Linked DNA regions of Mus musculus: region 2 is linked to region 1. Evidence: chromatin contacts called from public HiChIP or PLAC-seq data. All regions are on one chromosome and are shown on one strand. Each heading gives the region's core, a stretch centred on a gene start, on an enhancer-like site or on the middle of the called end of the contact. The rest is flanking DNA. Distances are from core to core; before and after follow the strand shown.

Evidence for each region. HiChIP or PLAC-seq counts read pairs in DNA pulled down with a chosen protein or histone mark.
Region 2: an H3K4me3 HiChIP or PLAC-seq map of bone marrow-derived macrophages shows a contact between it and region 1, with 5 times the contacts expected there. The contact joins the enhancer-like site here to the promoter of Rftn2 in region 1. A contact is called at or near these places in 2 of 39 promoter capture datasets (cranial neural crest and liver) and 6 of 115 datasets of contacts at active chromatin or transcription factors (the SCID.adh cell line, bone marrow-derived macrophages, embryonic forebrain and 2 more).

What each region holds. Positions count from the first base shown.
Region 1 is chr1:55,225,282-55,233,046 of GRCm38.p6, forward strand. Rftn2 (raftlin family member 2) reads right to left here and starts at 1,501. Exons shown (of 9, transcript NM_028713.1): 1 at 840-1,501. The coding sequence starts at 978. Gm10561 (predicted gene 10561) reads left to right here and starts at 1,336. Exons shown (of 4, transcript NR_166489.1): 1 at 1,336-1,469; 2 at 3,215-3,411.
Region 2 is chr1:55,801,465-55,809,270 of GRCm38.p6, forward strand. No RefSeq gene overlaps it. Among named protein-coding and RNA genes, the nearest start is that of Gm32949, 83 kb to the right of the region's middle. Within about 2 kb of position 5,702, at least 64 of the 459 cell types and tissues checked have an H3K27ac peak or open chromatin away from gene starts, as enhancers often do. A contact at or near this core is called in the SCID.adh cell line, bone marrow-derived macrophages and liver, where this site is marked.

The DNA of each region.
Region 1 (7,765 bases), core at 251-2,750:
AACTTAATACTAGTATTTGGAAAATTCAGCAAGCAAATTTCTCTAAATTTAATTTCTTTGTTTTTTTAGCACATCATAATTACAGACGCAGTTCGCTTTAAACCCTGCTATGTCCTGTGTCTCAGGGACTCTGAAGCAGTATTCAGGGTTTCCAGAGAGGAGGGAGGCAAAGACTTGGGTCAAGAGGAGGCACCTCAGCCCCTTCCCTCCCTTCCCTTGCTGGAGCTGCCATCTGGGCTTGTTTGTTTGTGTTTTCAACTTTTTGGAACAGAGTTTCTCTGTTAGGGACGGAGCACCCAGCCGAGGGAGTGCCTTCTGTAGGCTACTTTCCCCCATTAAAACAAAACCAAAAACAACTAATTTCTTTCAACCTTTAGTTTGGTCAAACCTATCACATGAGCAACACACAATTCAGCACACTGGCCACCTCAGAATTGCCTTGGCGGAGTTTTCCACAACTGCATACAAGTAGCACTGCCCATAGCCCACAGTCCCTGCCTTTCAAATCTTTTCAAAACACAAGCTGTCATTAAGGCTCCAGCAATTTGGCCTAGAAATCAAACATTTGTCCCATTTGCTTTAAAAATAAAAGGAACATTTCCAAGTAGTTTTCTTAATTTTGTATAGTATATATAAGCCATGTTAAAAAAAAAAAAAAGCACACAAAACAAAATACAACCCAAAATCTCCCCAAATATAATTAAGAAACAAAGCGTCATTGTTAGATGGACCAATTTCATTATGGAAAAGAGCTTAAGACTCCACAGGTCCACACTTCAGAAACGTAGTCTTCTCTTATTTTGGAGACAGACACTAGCTACAATAGAAATAAGGAGTACCTTGTAAAGTAAAGTCCAGCAGGGCGTATTCATAAGCAAATTCTGTCTTTGTTTCCACTTGCGGTCTCTTCAGGGTAGAAAATATTTTTCCAGGGCTGCTTTCATCAGGGTCTTCCAGCTTCCTAAGTCCGCACCCCATGGCAAAGTCTGCAAGGAGTTAAGATTGCAGGGGAGAGCCGGAGGAGCAAGCGCGGTCAATTTTGTTGTTTAAGCTGCGAAAACAAAGTTACAGACTAACTGCTTTGATTTGGTTTTCAGCGAAATGACAGATAGCCAGAAAGAAAGCGGCGGGTCCAAGGCGAGGAGCTGGGGACTTTTATCCATTCTTCTTTAACGTTACTGTTACTGAGCCTTAGCTCCAGCTCCCGGAGGCTGGGCTCGATCTTTGAGGAGCTCGTGAGCTGCTGCAACTTAGTGGAGAATTTCCATGCCACGTCAATTTACAGCCAGCCAGCCCCCGACCAGAGTTCTGCGGCTCAGGGCACCGACGGGCTTTGTCTCACCCAGTTGGCTGAATGGAAAAGAGGTGTCCAGAAACGGAATTAAAGACAAAAGTGCAACTCTGGTGTGATTATCTACGGATAGAAGATAAAGTCAGTCAAAGTGATGCGGTTCTTTCTGTTTCTTCTGGTCAGTCCTGTGCTTCCCGGCTTCTACCGAGGAAGCAGAAGGGAGGGGGAGAGGGAAGGGAGGGAGGAAAGGAAGGAGAGAGGAAAGGACAGAGGGAGGGGGAAGAGAGAAGGAGAGAGAGAGAGACAGAGAGAGACAGAGAGAGAGAGACAGAGAGAGAGACAGAGACAGAGAGACAGAGAGAGAGAGAGATAGATAGAGAGAGAGAGAGAGAGACAGAGATTGTTTCTTAACGTGTTGGAAACAATATTAATTCCAGAAAGGAAGTGAGCTTTCTGAGGAAACAACAGAGGGGAGAGGAAGAGGAAGAGGAAGAGGGAGAGGGAGGGAGGGAGGGAGGGAGAGAGAGAGAGAGAGAGAGAGAGAGAGAGAGAGAGAGAGAGACCTAGAAAGTTCTCAGTCCTAGGTGGAAAACTTCTTTCCACACAGCGGGTTTTTTTTTTTTTTTTTTTTTTTTCTGGAAAGATGTGCTGATTAAAACCACCAAGTATAAAAAAAGCACAAAAACGTAAGCTATTTCATAAATACTTGGGGAAGAAAGAGTGAATGTGGTCAAAGTACATTGAATAGATATATAGAAATGTCACTATGATTTTAATTTTTCTTTTGTTCAATTATCATGCACTAATGAAAAAAGAAAAAAACAGTTAAAAGGAAAAACATCCTATGTAATTGCAAAGATGAGACAGTTACAGAGGAATTAGTTCCCTCCAGCATTCTTGGTTTGTTATTTTATTTATGTATGTGCTTGTGTGTGGTGCAGGGACCCTCCCCCAGAGGAGGGGCGTCAGACCCTTTGGACCTGGGGCAACAAGTGGCTATAAACTCCCTTGTGAGTGCTGGAACCACACCTCAAAAGCAGCCAGTGCCCTTGGGTTAGGCAGCTCACAAGCCCAATGCTTTTGACTTAAAACACCCCTATTAGAGGACTTAGTACTGCCTGACCACAGTGCTATGGGTCTCAAAATGGCCTTAGTTAAAAAAAAAAAAATCAAATGTAGATAAGTTGACTCCTTTAATCTTATTTGTAATGTAAATGGTAATTTGCTGCATGCCGAGGTAAAGGGTGGTTTACATGGAGCCACTGCAATGCACATTTATTGTTGTGCTGTGCACAATAGGATGTGTGCTCCAGCCACTCAGAGGGAGGCCTGGAAGCAGGCTGCTTGTGAGTGCAGTCTCCTCATGCTTACCACAGAGATGCTCTTGGGCAGGTTACTTGACTTCTTTGAGTACCAACTTCTTTTCCTCTTAAACTGTCCCTAGTGGGACATCTGCCACAGGATGGCTTTCAAGACTGGGAGAGAACTGGTGTTCTGCCCTAGCACCCGGCCTGCAGAGAGCAATGCTCCTATGAGACAGAGCTGGCGTCAGGATTGGAAGGAAGTGATTTCGGCACCACTTCAACTATTTACAAAATCAACCCTGATCTCCTTTGAGAACCTGGAGAGTGCCAGTGGTGAGGAAAAATTCAGCCCATTAAATTGTGCACATGAAAACCCTGGAAGGAGCGTGTGGGTTATTTAGTCTGTGGATCACTGTCATCTTTTGCTCCGTACTTCTTTAAGTATTTTACTTCTCAAAAGCATTTTGTATAGGAGAGCATTCCATGGTCTCCATGTTAAAGGATGGGCATAGTCAGCGGAAGGGAATTCTGGGTAAATTAGATGAATCAGTAGACAGAAAGAGTGACTCATATCATTACAAAGATTAGTGATTGCCATATTTCATGTTCTTTTTTGTAGAATGGACTGTTGTGCTGTTATACAGTAGCAATGGAATCTTTGCTGGTCACTGGCACCAATTACGGTATTGGAGAGTTGTTTATTAAGTATCCACTACCTTTATCAAGTGCCTGCCACTTCCAGGTACTTAAAAAGCACTGGATACAAAAGATGACTCAACAGGAACATATGGGACGATATCCTGGATGGTTTCGAGGGTAAGTGAGACTGACACAGAGAGGTGGGAGCATGTGACTGGAGAAGAGGGGCACAGACTAAAGCCAGACTTGTGAGACACGATGGCACAAATGAGCAACACTAAGCAACTGACTGCGAGGACATAAAATGCAAAAGCAAAGCAAAGCAAAGCAAAAAAAAAAAAAAAAAAAAAAAAGCAAAAAAAAAAAAAAAAAGAAAAAAGAAAAAAAAGAAAAAAGAAAAAAGAAAAAAAAAAGAAGCTAGCCTGGGAATGAGGAAAGAGCTATGCTAAGGGCTTTGGATGCTTAGGTTTTATTTTGTAGAGGGTAAAAGGAAATCAAATAGCCAAATGAAGTCAAAGGACATCCATTTCATATTTGATATATCACTAGTACAGCCTGAGCAAGATGCTTTAAGTACATCGAAGGGAGCTAGAAAGAAGGCTACTGATTTCGACTGAGGCTGACTGGATGCAGCTCTTTCTTATTATTATGCATGTAGCTATATATTATGTATTATTAGGCTATAATTATTATTATTGTGTGTGCACATACTCTAATTACTTGTGTGTGTGTGTGTGTGTGTGTGTGTGTGTGTGTGTGTGTGTGTGCATGGAGGCTAGAGGGTAATTCTGGGTGTTATATCTTAGGAGTTCTCTCTTTTTCTTTCTTTCTTTTTTTTTGGAGACAGGGTTTCTCTATGTAGCCCTGGTTGTCACTGTAAACTAGGCTGGCCTTGACTCACCAAGATCCTTCCACCTTTGTCTCCCAAGTGCTGGCATCAAAGGTGTGTGCCACCACCACACAGCATCTCCCTATGTTTTAAGACTGTGTCTCTCTTTGGTTGGAGCTCTCCAAGTAGCCTAGGCTAGCAGGCAAACAAGCCAGAGGCAGTCACATGTCTCCATCCCCCTCCCTCCCTCTCACTGGGCTTGTACCATGCTCAGCTTGCTTTATTTATTTATTTAAAATGTTGCTTGTGAAGATTGAACACAGATCATCATGCTTAACAAGAGAAGCACATTACTGCCTTGGCTGGCCTGGAACTCACTATCTATACTAGGTTTTATACATTGTCTTTGAACTCAGAGATCCAGAGTTCTGGAATTAAAGGCATCACTACTCACAAGCACTTCTCTTATAGCAAGAGTTTATAGTTTATAGTTTATAGTTTCTTAAGGTCATAACTGAATAACACTTAGGCCATTTCTCTCTACAACTGCAAAAGAGCAGAATTTTGTTAGACTTTTAACAATATTTTAAAATCATTTTCATTATTAATGTGGCATATGTTCCTGTCTTCACAATCATTGCTACCGATATGTAGGTTTCGCATCTGGATAGTCAAACCAATGCATCTTTTTTTTTTTTTTTTTAATTAGGTATTTAGCTCATTTACATTTCCAATGCTATACCAAAAGTCCCCCATACCCACCCACCCCCACTCCCCTACCCACCCACTCCCCCTTTTTGGCCCTGGCGTTCCCCTGTACTGGGGCATATAAATTTTGCGTGTCCAATGGGCCTCTCTTTCCAGTGATGGCCGACTAGGCCATCTTTTGATACATATGCAGCTAGAGTCAAGAGCTCCAGGGTACTGGTTAGTTCATAATGTTGTTCCACCTATAGGGTTGCAGATCCCTTTAGCTCCTTGGGTACTTTCTCTAGCTCCTCCATTGGGAGCCCTGTGATCCATCCATTAGGTGACTGAGCATCCACTTCTGTGTTTGCTAGGCCCCGGCATAGTCTCACAAGAGACAGCTACATCTGGGTCCTTTCGATAAAATCTTGCTAGTGTATGCAATGGTGTCAGCGTTTGGATGCTGATTATGGGGTGGATCCCTGGATATGGCAGTCTCTACATGGTCCATCCTTTCATCTCAGCTCCAAACTTTGTCTCTGTAAATCCTGCCAAGGGTGTTTTGTTCCCACTTCTAAGGAGGGGCATAGTGTCCACACTTCAGTCTTCATTTTTCTTGAGTTTCATGTGTTTAGCAAATTGTATCTTGTATCTTGGGTATCCTAGGTTTTGGGCTAATATCCACTTATCAGTGAGTACATATTGTGTGAGTTCCTTTGTGAATGTGTTACCTCACTCAGGATGATGCCCTCCAGGTCCATCCATTTGGCTAGGAATTTCATAAATTCATTCTTTTTAATAGCTGAGTAGTACTCCATTGTGTAGATGTACCACATTTTCTGTATCCATTCCTCTGTTGAGGGGCATCTGGGTTCTTTCCAGCTTCTGGCTATTATAAATAAGGCTGCTATGAACATAGTGGAGCATGTGTCCTTCTTACCAGTTGGGGCATCTTCTGGATATATGCCCAGGAGAGGTATTGCTGGATCCTCCGGTAGTACTATGTCCAATTTTCTGAGGAACCGCCAAACTGATTTCCAGAGTAGTTGTACAAGCCTGCAATCCCACCAACAACAAACCAATGCATCTTGAAGCTGTGTTTGGAAAGCTGCCCCAGAGCACGTGCAGACATTGCTGTTATTGTTCCTGAACACAGCAGCCTGACAAGCACAAGGCGCTTACATACGACCTTTTACATTTACATGTTAGTGTACAGCTTAGAGATGATTTGATGCAGTGGGGATGATTGTGCATGATATTCAAGTACTGCATTGTTTTATATAAGGGCTGGACATCCTTGGATTTGGGTGTCTGTGAGAGTCTTGACACCAACCTCTGAGGATTCTGTAATATTTATCCTGGCACTTCACTGCATTCTCACAACAACACTAGGCAAGAAACATTTGCTTATTTTAAGTTTCCACTGTGAAAAGTTCTGTAAGGATTATTCTCCCACCCTTGAATTATTTCTAAAATATGTATATTCTCCTTCATACATGGACAAATAGTTTATTACTTTTTAAGTCATTTATTTGTAAGTGGACAATACTTGGACTTAAGGCACACTCAAAAGGAAGGAATTCAAGTCTCTTATTATAAACATAGCAAATGACCAGTGGCTGGTGAGGTCATGGATGGTCTCAAGAAGGAAACCTATTCCTGGCTTTTCCTAAACCAGTGTAATTGCTAACTTCTTCCTAAATCCTTGTAACCACAGAGAAATGCAGCTCTAGTCTCTCATCAAAGAAAACTGCATCAAAGACCATTATAAAAAGCCACAATTAGTCAAAATGTGGAGAACAACTGACCATCAGGTGCCTGGCACCAAATGATAACATCTACAATATAATCCCTCCCAGAGGGGCAGAGGACCAGGATGTCTGCTACATCTCAACAATATGGGGGTTTTTGTTTGTTTAATTTGTTTTTGTTTTTTTGTTTTTTGTTTTTTTTTTTTGAGACAAGGTGTGTGTGTGTGTTGTGTGTGTGTGTGTGTGTATCCCTTGTCTGTCCTGGAATTCACTTTGTAGACCAGGATGGCCTTGAACAAAGATATCTGTCTGCCTCTGCCTCCTGAATGCTGTTGAACTGAGAGTGAGAGCAAAAAGTTAAAAAGGATGCAAATATGAAAGGAAGAAGTCAAGACATTCTTACTTACAGATGGGATGTGACTCAATACCAAAGAGATCCCAAAGGAATACTTTAGCCCAGCAATGGTGGCATGTGCCTTTAATCCCAGCACTCAGGAGGCAGAGGCAGATGGATCTCTGTAAGTCTGACAGCCTGGTCTACACAGAGAAACCCTGTCTCAAGAAAATAAAAGACTGCATCAGAAAACTTTTAGAATAGATAAACACTTTCAGCAAAGTGGCTGGGTACAAAGTCAACACATAAAAAAAAAAAAATCAGTAGATGCCTTTTATGCCAATGTCAAAGATAGAGAAAGCAACCAGGAAAACAGATTCACAACAGCTTCAACTTTTTTTTTTTTTTTTTTTTTTTTTGGCTTTTCGAGACAGGGTTTCTCTATAGCCCTGGCTGTCCTGGATCTCACTCTGTAGACCAGGCTGGCCTCGAACTCAGAAATCCACCCAGCAGCTTCAACATTTTACCTTGAATTATATTGAATCAAGTATATAGACCTCTATGATAAAAACTTTAAAGCACTGAAGAAAGCAACTGAGCAAGTCAGGACTGAGGATTCGGGCTGGAAGAGCTAACCTCGTGGAGAAAGCACTGTATGGATGCAGAACATTTCATATCTCACTTTTTGGATGTTGTGAACATCAGTAATATAACTTTGTATCCACTTGACTGGCCAGAATGAAAACATATGACACTAAGTACTGATTTTTTTCCAAGGAAATGTATAAGAGTGCATATAGGAGTGTGAATTTATTTAACTATGTTGGAAGAAACTTGGCATTATCCTGTGAAGCTGAACATTCAACATTTTTTTTTTAATGTTCCAGCAGTTTCATTCCTAGGTATAGACTCAGAGAAACATTTGCATGT
Region 2 (7,806 bases), core at 4,452-6,951, 580 kb after region 1:
GCCTTTAATCCCAGCACTCGGGAGGCAGAGGCAGGTGGATTTCTGAGTTCGAGGACAGCTTGGTCTACAGAGTGAGTTTGAGGTCAGCTAGGGCTACACAAAGAAACCCTGCCTCAGAAAACAAACAAACAAACAAACAAACAAATCCAAGAACACGCAGTTAGCTGTGACATTTCAACCCTGAGTTTCCAGAACAGGGTTGGATGCTTTCCTACGGGACTTTTCAGGGCAGGGGGTAGAAACCAAAGGAGGTTTCAGCTGAAACCTTTACCCTGTTATATTATTCCCAAGATAGAATCAAGAAAGAGACTTTTTGAGTCTTGATTTGTCCCAGCCCCCAGGGCATTGTTTGCAGTGGTAGAGATGACCCCTGTACAGATGGTCATTTGTGCTGGAATGACAGCATTCCTCCCCACCTTATTTTGCTCTTCCTATGTTGCAAGAAACTGTGGTTGAATGTTGATCCCAGTGGAAGGGATCACTTTTGCTAAATGCTTCTGTTGTGAAACAGTGTTTTAATCTATCACTACCGTGATTCCTTTCATGCTTAGCTGATAGTGTTTAATTTCTAAGGTGCTGGGCCTTTGGGCATTTTTATCCTCTCAGAAAAACTGGCTTTCTGAAACGGACATGGAGGACGATTTTATGCTGTGGAGTACATTTTGCTTCTTAATGCAATAGATACTTTAAGCATCGCCTTTGTTAGAAATACTGCTTTCTCGAGCCTATTAATTATCTTGATATGAACTGAAATACTTTTCATTTCTAGGGGAGGTTGGGTGATAAATAAGGGAAATCTCCTGTGAGCGTTTACCTTCAAATCTTTCCTCTGAAACATCCTTCCCCACTTTAGTTCAAGGGATGATTTAATGGACTGTAGCTGTTCCTAATGATTTTTTTCCTTGTGGGCTAGAATGTTAAATTCTCTTTTTTCTCAAATACCATGTGCATTGGAGTCTGGGAAAAGGCAAATGAAAGCTGTTCTTTTTCTTGAAGAGGTACCAACTCCTTTCACACCACTTCATCTCAGGAAAGAGACTTGCAAGTATCCTAGGTGCTGAGCTCTTTGGTTCCTTGCCTCTTGGTCTTCACCAGACTGTTGTATTATATTTTAGTGTGTGTGTGTGTGTGTGTGTGTGTGTGTGTGTGTGTGTGTGTGTTGTGGGGGAAAGAGGAACAGTTCAAATGGTTTTATATCATTGAGATGAGTTAGCTAGACTGTGCCAAGTAGTAGGGTTTGGGGTGATATAAGGCAGAAGCAGGCAGATGTTAGGTTATTTTGGGGAATGAAGGGAAGTTGGACTGAAGGCTGCCTTCTGTGGTAGTGACTGGCTCACCTTGAATGTGGCTGCTTGATAAGAGATGGCAAGCTGATGGTTGTGGAAGGGGATGTCAGAGCCTGAGGTTAAAGCTGTGAGGATAGTAATCCTCTCTCTGGCCAAGCTTCATGTTAAGGAGATGACCATTGGAAAGTAACCTTCAGAGTTTGAGACAGTGATGGATTGGGCTCAGCGTAGTAGCGTTCGGTAGCAAGGGGAGGACCAGCAATAGTGAAACCACCATGACTTGCTCCAGTGCTGTGCTATCTACAGCATAGCTATTCACTCTTTCATTATCTGCACCCAACCCTAGTAAACTTCTAATACAAACTGTTAATTCTGCTGTGAATGATCCAGTGAATGGTCTAGTTGTGATTCAATGCTTCTAGATTCTTCTTTCATAGTGAGAAGGGTTCCAAAAACATCTCTCCTTCCAATTTCTTCCTATCCTGTGGTTTCTGCATATGCCTCTAAGCTTAGGTGTCTCTGTCCTGTGGTGGGGCTCCAGATCCTATGAAGGAAGTAGTCCTGGTACTCCTGCCCTCATGCCACTTAATGCTGGGACTGCTGAGAAGACACTGATATGACACAGAGAAACTTACTCAGCTTCTAGATCTTTATGTCACCTGTAATGCTTTGGCTTGTGCCTAGGTTATCTATTGCTCCTTATCAAAAGAGTATAAATTGTCTTATTTTACAACAACTGATTATTCTCCTTCTGGCTCTGTGATGAGGCTCAGATGGCTAGTTATTGCTTTCATCCTTTCAGGTGGCTGCCATGAGATGGCAGCTTTGACATGACTGGGCAGGATATCCACAATCTTCTCTCACAAGACCGGTGATTGATGTGGGTTTGTGGTGACAAGAATCCCACCCTGACCTACCTTTAGTGGGACTCTTCTGAGCCTTTTAATCATCTCTTCTTGGACTGCTGGTTTTAGCCTATGCAGCCTAGTTGTAGCAAGAATTCTGCCAAGATGGTTTAGCAAGAATTCTCCTTCTTTGATACCCATCATGTTCCTTTCCATCCATGCATTCTCTTCTATTGCACATTGGTAGCTTCTGCAGCAGCTGTGGTCCTCCACTGATGTCCTCTACTGAGGTGGTGTTAAATAAAGGTCTTGCCTTTGAATCACTGGTATATTGTTCATTTGGCTACTGGCTAGGAACACATCTGGTGCTGTCAGCTAGAGACCTGTGCACTTTCTGTCCATTTTGCCTGGGTTCCCTGTAGCATGCGACTCTCAGGGTAGCCGAGCTTTTTACAGTACAGCTCCTGTCAGCCATACAGTTTCTGTCCTACATACTGCTCCTCTCTGTGCCTTCCAAGAGGGAAGCTATAAGTCGTCTTATGATCGGATACCACAGGCTTCCCCTTGTGCTCTACAGACCAAGAAAGGAGAGGAACTAGACTCCACAGGCAAATGAGAGAAAATTAGAGGTTTGGGATACCTCTAATCTATCAAAGGCTGAAAGTAATGGGAAAAGCACATCAACATGTGGCTTACTGTCAAAGAGCATTTCCTGTACTGCAGACCTAAACGTTTGAAGGCAGAACAAGTCCCAAGTTAATGGAGACCCTTCAATTATTCATCCTGCCGCCTTCTTTTGCTGACTCCTGTGATAGTGTCATAGTCCCCTGCAATCTTATGAAAAGAAGACCACCTAGAGTTAGGAAGGGGTAATGGTCTATCTCTATTTTCTTTTTTCATTTTTAACAGTATAATTTAAAAAGGATAAAAGAAAAACTATGGCATAAATTTGGTCAAGACAAGCCAATAGGAGGAAAGAGCCCAAAAGAAGGTAAAAGAATCAGAGACCCACTTATTAGAATATGTAAAGATCCCATAAAATACTAAACTGGAAACCATAATATATACTCAGCAACCCTGGTGCAGCCTCGCGCAGGCTCTGTGCTTGCTGCTTCAGTCTCTGTGAGTTTGCACAAGCTTTGATCACATTGATTTAGACAATTTTGTTTTCTTGGTGTCCTCCATCTCCTCTGGATCTTACTCTTTCTGCTTCCTCTTCTGCAGGGTTTCCTGAGCTCTGAGGAGAGAGGTTTGATGGGCACATCCCATGTAGTTCCAAGGTCTCTTGTGCATTGCATCGTGGCTGGCTGTGGGTCTCTGTATTTGCTTTCATCTGCTGTAGGAGGAAGCTTCTCTGATGATGACTAAGCAAGCTATATTTTATTTTGTTATATTTTTTTAAATGAAAGAATAAATGACAGACTGACTGGGTGCATGGGTGAGTGGATGAATGGATAAAGCCACTAGGATAAAGGTTAACAAAGGAACTGCCACTTATACCTACAGGGAGATGAAAAATCAATTTTCTCCAGTAGAGTTCCACTGGATATATCAACCACTCCAGGGAAACCCTCGTGTTCAGGAATAGTAGATTAACATATGATTAGATTGTGTGTGTGTGTGTGTGTGTGTGTGTGTGTGTGTGTGCGTGCGTGCGTGCGTGCATGTGAGCATGTGCGAGAGCACCCTTTTATTTGATTACAGTTTAGTATTTTGCTTTGCTTTGTTTGGTTTGGATGTGGTTTTAGAGTGTTTTGAGTTTGTGGGTGTTTGGTTTTGTGAGCTTTTTGCTTGTTTTTGGAAAAGAACTTAAAATTGGGTGGGTAGGAAGGGGGGAAAGATCTGGAAAGACTTGAGGAGGAGGAAATATGATCAAAATATATTTAAATCTAAAATTTTTAAATAATAAAAGTGTAATAAAAAGAAAAATAATGACCTGCTATTAACTAAATCTTATCACCAATAGCAGGGGCTGTGTTGCTGCCCCTACAACAAGGAGGCACACCATCCCATTCCAAATGGAGAAAGATACCCATGCTGGGATTGCTCCTACAGATGCTTCACCATCAAGTAGATCAGCCTCAGTTGCATGTCTGACCTGTTGTGAAAGCATGTATTTGCTCTTGTCTAACGCATCCTTATTTCTGCCAGTTCTCTAGTCACACTTCCCCAAAGAAGATATACAACATTTCAATTTTTAATAAGAAGATTCTCATTAGAAGTAATCATCAGAGAACTATAAATCAAATTTCAATGAGATATTACATCATACCTACTAGAATGGCTTTGATCAAAAGTCAAAGATAAAGAGTATTGACAGATCTATGGAGAGAATAAAGGGAACTTTTTATTCTAATGGAAGGGAGATAAACAGTTATGGCAAGTACAAAAGTTATTATACGGCTTCTTAAAAATTAAAAATAGAACTACTATATGGTTAAGCAACCCACTCCTGATTATAAGTCTAAGAAAATAAAATCACTACCTTGAACAGACACCTACATTCCAATATTCACTGAAGCATAATTTGTAACGCCAAGATAAATGGCCTAAGTGTTATTAATAGAGAAATGGATAAGAAAATGTTGGGGTTGGGAGAAGGCTCACTCTGTAAAGTTCTTTCATGTAAACATGAAGACCTGAGTTTAGACTCTTAGTACCCACATAGAATGTTGGGCATGACATCACACGTCTGTTAATGTAGGGTAGTAGAGGCAGGTAGATTTCTGGAGTTATCGGCCAGTCAGCCTACCTAGATTGATGAGCTCTGAGTTCAGTTCACTCTCCCAAAACTAACATGAGTAGCAGTTGATGAAGATGCCTAACTTTGACATCTGGTCTCCATATGCCCATTTGGAAGTCTGTATATAATCATACATATGTATACAACTACATGAATGGTTAGCAGTATAGACTGTAGAACAGGACAGTATATGGTACAGTAGGGAGCATCCAGGAGGATGTAGGAGGAAGATGATTTATGGAGAAATCAATCTTTATGAAGCTGATTTGAAGGAGAAATAACACTCAAGTCTTCTCAGACAGCCCTGGCTAATGCTGGTCTGTTTAGAACATGAGGAGCAAACCATGGCTCTGTAAGTGTTCATCATACTACTAAGTTGCCACATTTCTGTTCAAAATAATGACAACATAGTCACAGGCTGGAAAGAAACAAATGCTTTATTTTTGACTCAATAGGATCAGGCCTCTAAATGATAAAATGTCACCACACTTCCTGTGGGGTTAGATAGTACTGGTTCCATGGAAGGTAAAATAAATCATAAAATGTCAAACAATCTTTGGAAATCCCATAAGAATGTGTAATAGCAGAGATTAACTTAGGTCTTATTAAGCACAACAAACTATTAGAGTAGGTGTCTTTTTCTGCATTTGAGAATAAAGTATAGCATATTTGTACTGCCTACTGAAAGTCGCTCTCGTGTTTGAAGAGCACCAATCAGCAAAATGATCAGGAGTTGCTTGTGGGTCTCCTGTGAGTGATGACTATGCCTCCACACAGAGAAGCTGAAGCAACACGACTGTTGAGCATTTTCTTTCTTTTTCACTTCCTCTGTTCCCTCCCTCTAGTCTGTGACTTCCACCCCCACTCTGTCTTATTCCCAGCTGTGAAGCAGGAGTGAGTGACTGTGGGAGCCGAGAGGGCTTGGCATACAATCCTACTGTCCATCAAGGCTGCAGGACCTGCCAGCACCCTTCCTCCTCCATCTCCAGACAGTCAAGGCTGAACACGCTCAGGAGGAAACAACAGAGGCTCCCTCTCTCAGCCTCTTGAGTAGAATTAGTGGCTTACTTTCCTTCTTCTCTGCTGTTCCAGGCCCTCTTAGCTCTCCAGACTGAAAATGATGTGTTTGTTACTGTTGTCTGTCTGCTGAACTGGCCACCAGTGGCCCAAAGGTCATTTTCTCAGGCTCTAGTTCAGCTTTCCCAGCCAACTTTTGTTTCTTGGTCCCTTCCGGGTGCCTGGCTCCACTTTTACACTTATCTTCTTTCTCCTACTCACCTCTTTCAATCAGAACTGCTTAAAAAGTTCTCCCATGTAATTCAAGATAAAGGCCACTTACCAGCTCCTCTGGGATAGAGTCCACTGCTCTTACTGTTTGGTGGACTGGCAGAGTACCTTCCCTCTGGTCCCTTGGCAACTGGAAAAGTGTTCTCTTGTGATACAGGACACTATAATTACAGGTTTGTTTGGAAGAGGCTTAATTGGTTATAAATTTGGGGTTTAAACCTGGTTTCCAGCACTTAAGTGATGATTGTGTAATATTTTGGGTGTGGCAAAATATAATCATATTACTAATATATTAATGAATGAATAATTATCAATAACAATTAACCAAAATGATGTATTACTGTTACTATATTATTCATATATAATAGTATGATGATGCTTGTTGCATAGTGCGTTTCCTAGTGTCATCGTGTATAACAGTGTGGTGAATAACTACAGCTGGATGGAGGGGCATGGCACACAGTGGGCATTCAACTAAGGAGCCACAGTGTTGCCTCCTCTGTGTCTCAGTGCATCTTGGGTAAAGATTCTTGTCTTGGTGTCTTGCAGTCTCTGTCTTCCTTTCTCCCCCTCCCTTCTACCCTTCACCCCACCTAGTGCCTTCTCTCCCACACACTGTTAACCTATGGGCTCCACCTCACATATCAGTTATAGATGATGGTGTGACAGACATGTTTTCCTACAAGACATCACTAAGTCTGATCAATTGTTTTGTAATTAATCACATTCCAACCTAATCTTTCTCTCAGCAAACTTCAATAATATTGTCAAAAGAAATTCTTTTTTTTTTTTTCAGTTTGGTTTTTGAGATCTGATTTTTCTGTATAGCCCTGGCTGTCCTGGAAATCACTCTGTAAACCAGGCTGTTCTCAACCCTAAAGATCTCCCTGCCTCTGCCTCCTAAGTTCTGGAATTAAAGGTGTGCGCCACCATCACCTCAATCAAATTTTTTTTTTTTTAAGAGAGGTGAAGAACATGCTATAAAATCCCAAGGTCCTTTTCGGAAGGAGTAGGCCATACATCTGTTCTGTCCTCACATGTGGTAAATACTTGGAGACCAAACTTTAATCTTAGTTTATCTTAGTTGGAGAACTCACTTGTGAGTGAGACAGACTGGAATAGTAAGTACAATACATAGTTCACATAATATTTTAGGGGTATGAGAATACTAGGAGTGGTGAAATAATGTCACGGAAGCCACACAACTGTAGCAGTGTTGGAAATGGAGAGTGCAGACCAAGCAGAACCAGGAAGGAGAAAACCACAGCTCTTGGCCACACCCTTGGGTTTTTTTTCTTCCTTGCTTGTTAGCAAGATTTTGAGGAAGAGTGAGAATGAGAAGAACCAGATGGAAGGATGCCAGCAGAAAAGGTATTTCAGAGTCATGTTCCTAAATTCAAGAAGGATTGAATACATAAGGTGAAATAAAGCCACTCGGTGAACCGAAGCATGGCTCTCTGCCATCTCAAGTCCCACAGTAAAATTTCTCAGACAAAGGCAGGAAGCTTGCTTGTACATGATCCCATCTCTGTCTTAAGTAACAAAAATATTTTGGTGTTTATTGTTCCCGCTTGGTTTATTGCTGGGATGAAAAGTTCTCAGTGTTTTATGTAGACAGTGGTAGTAGGTAGAAAGGCAATGCGAT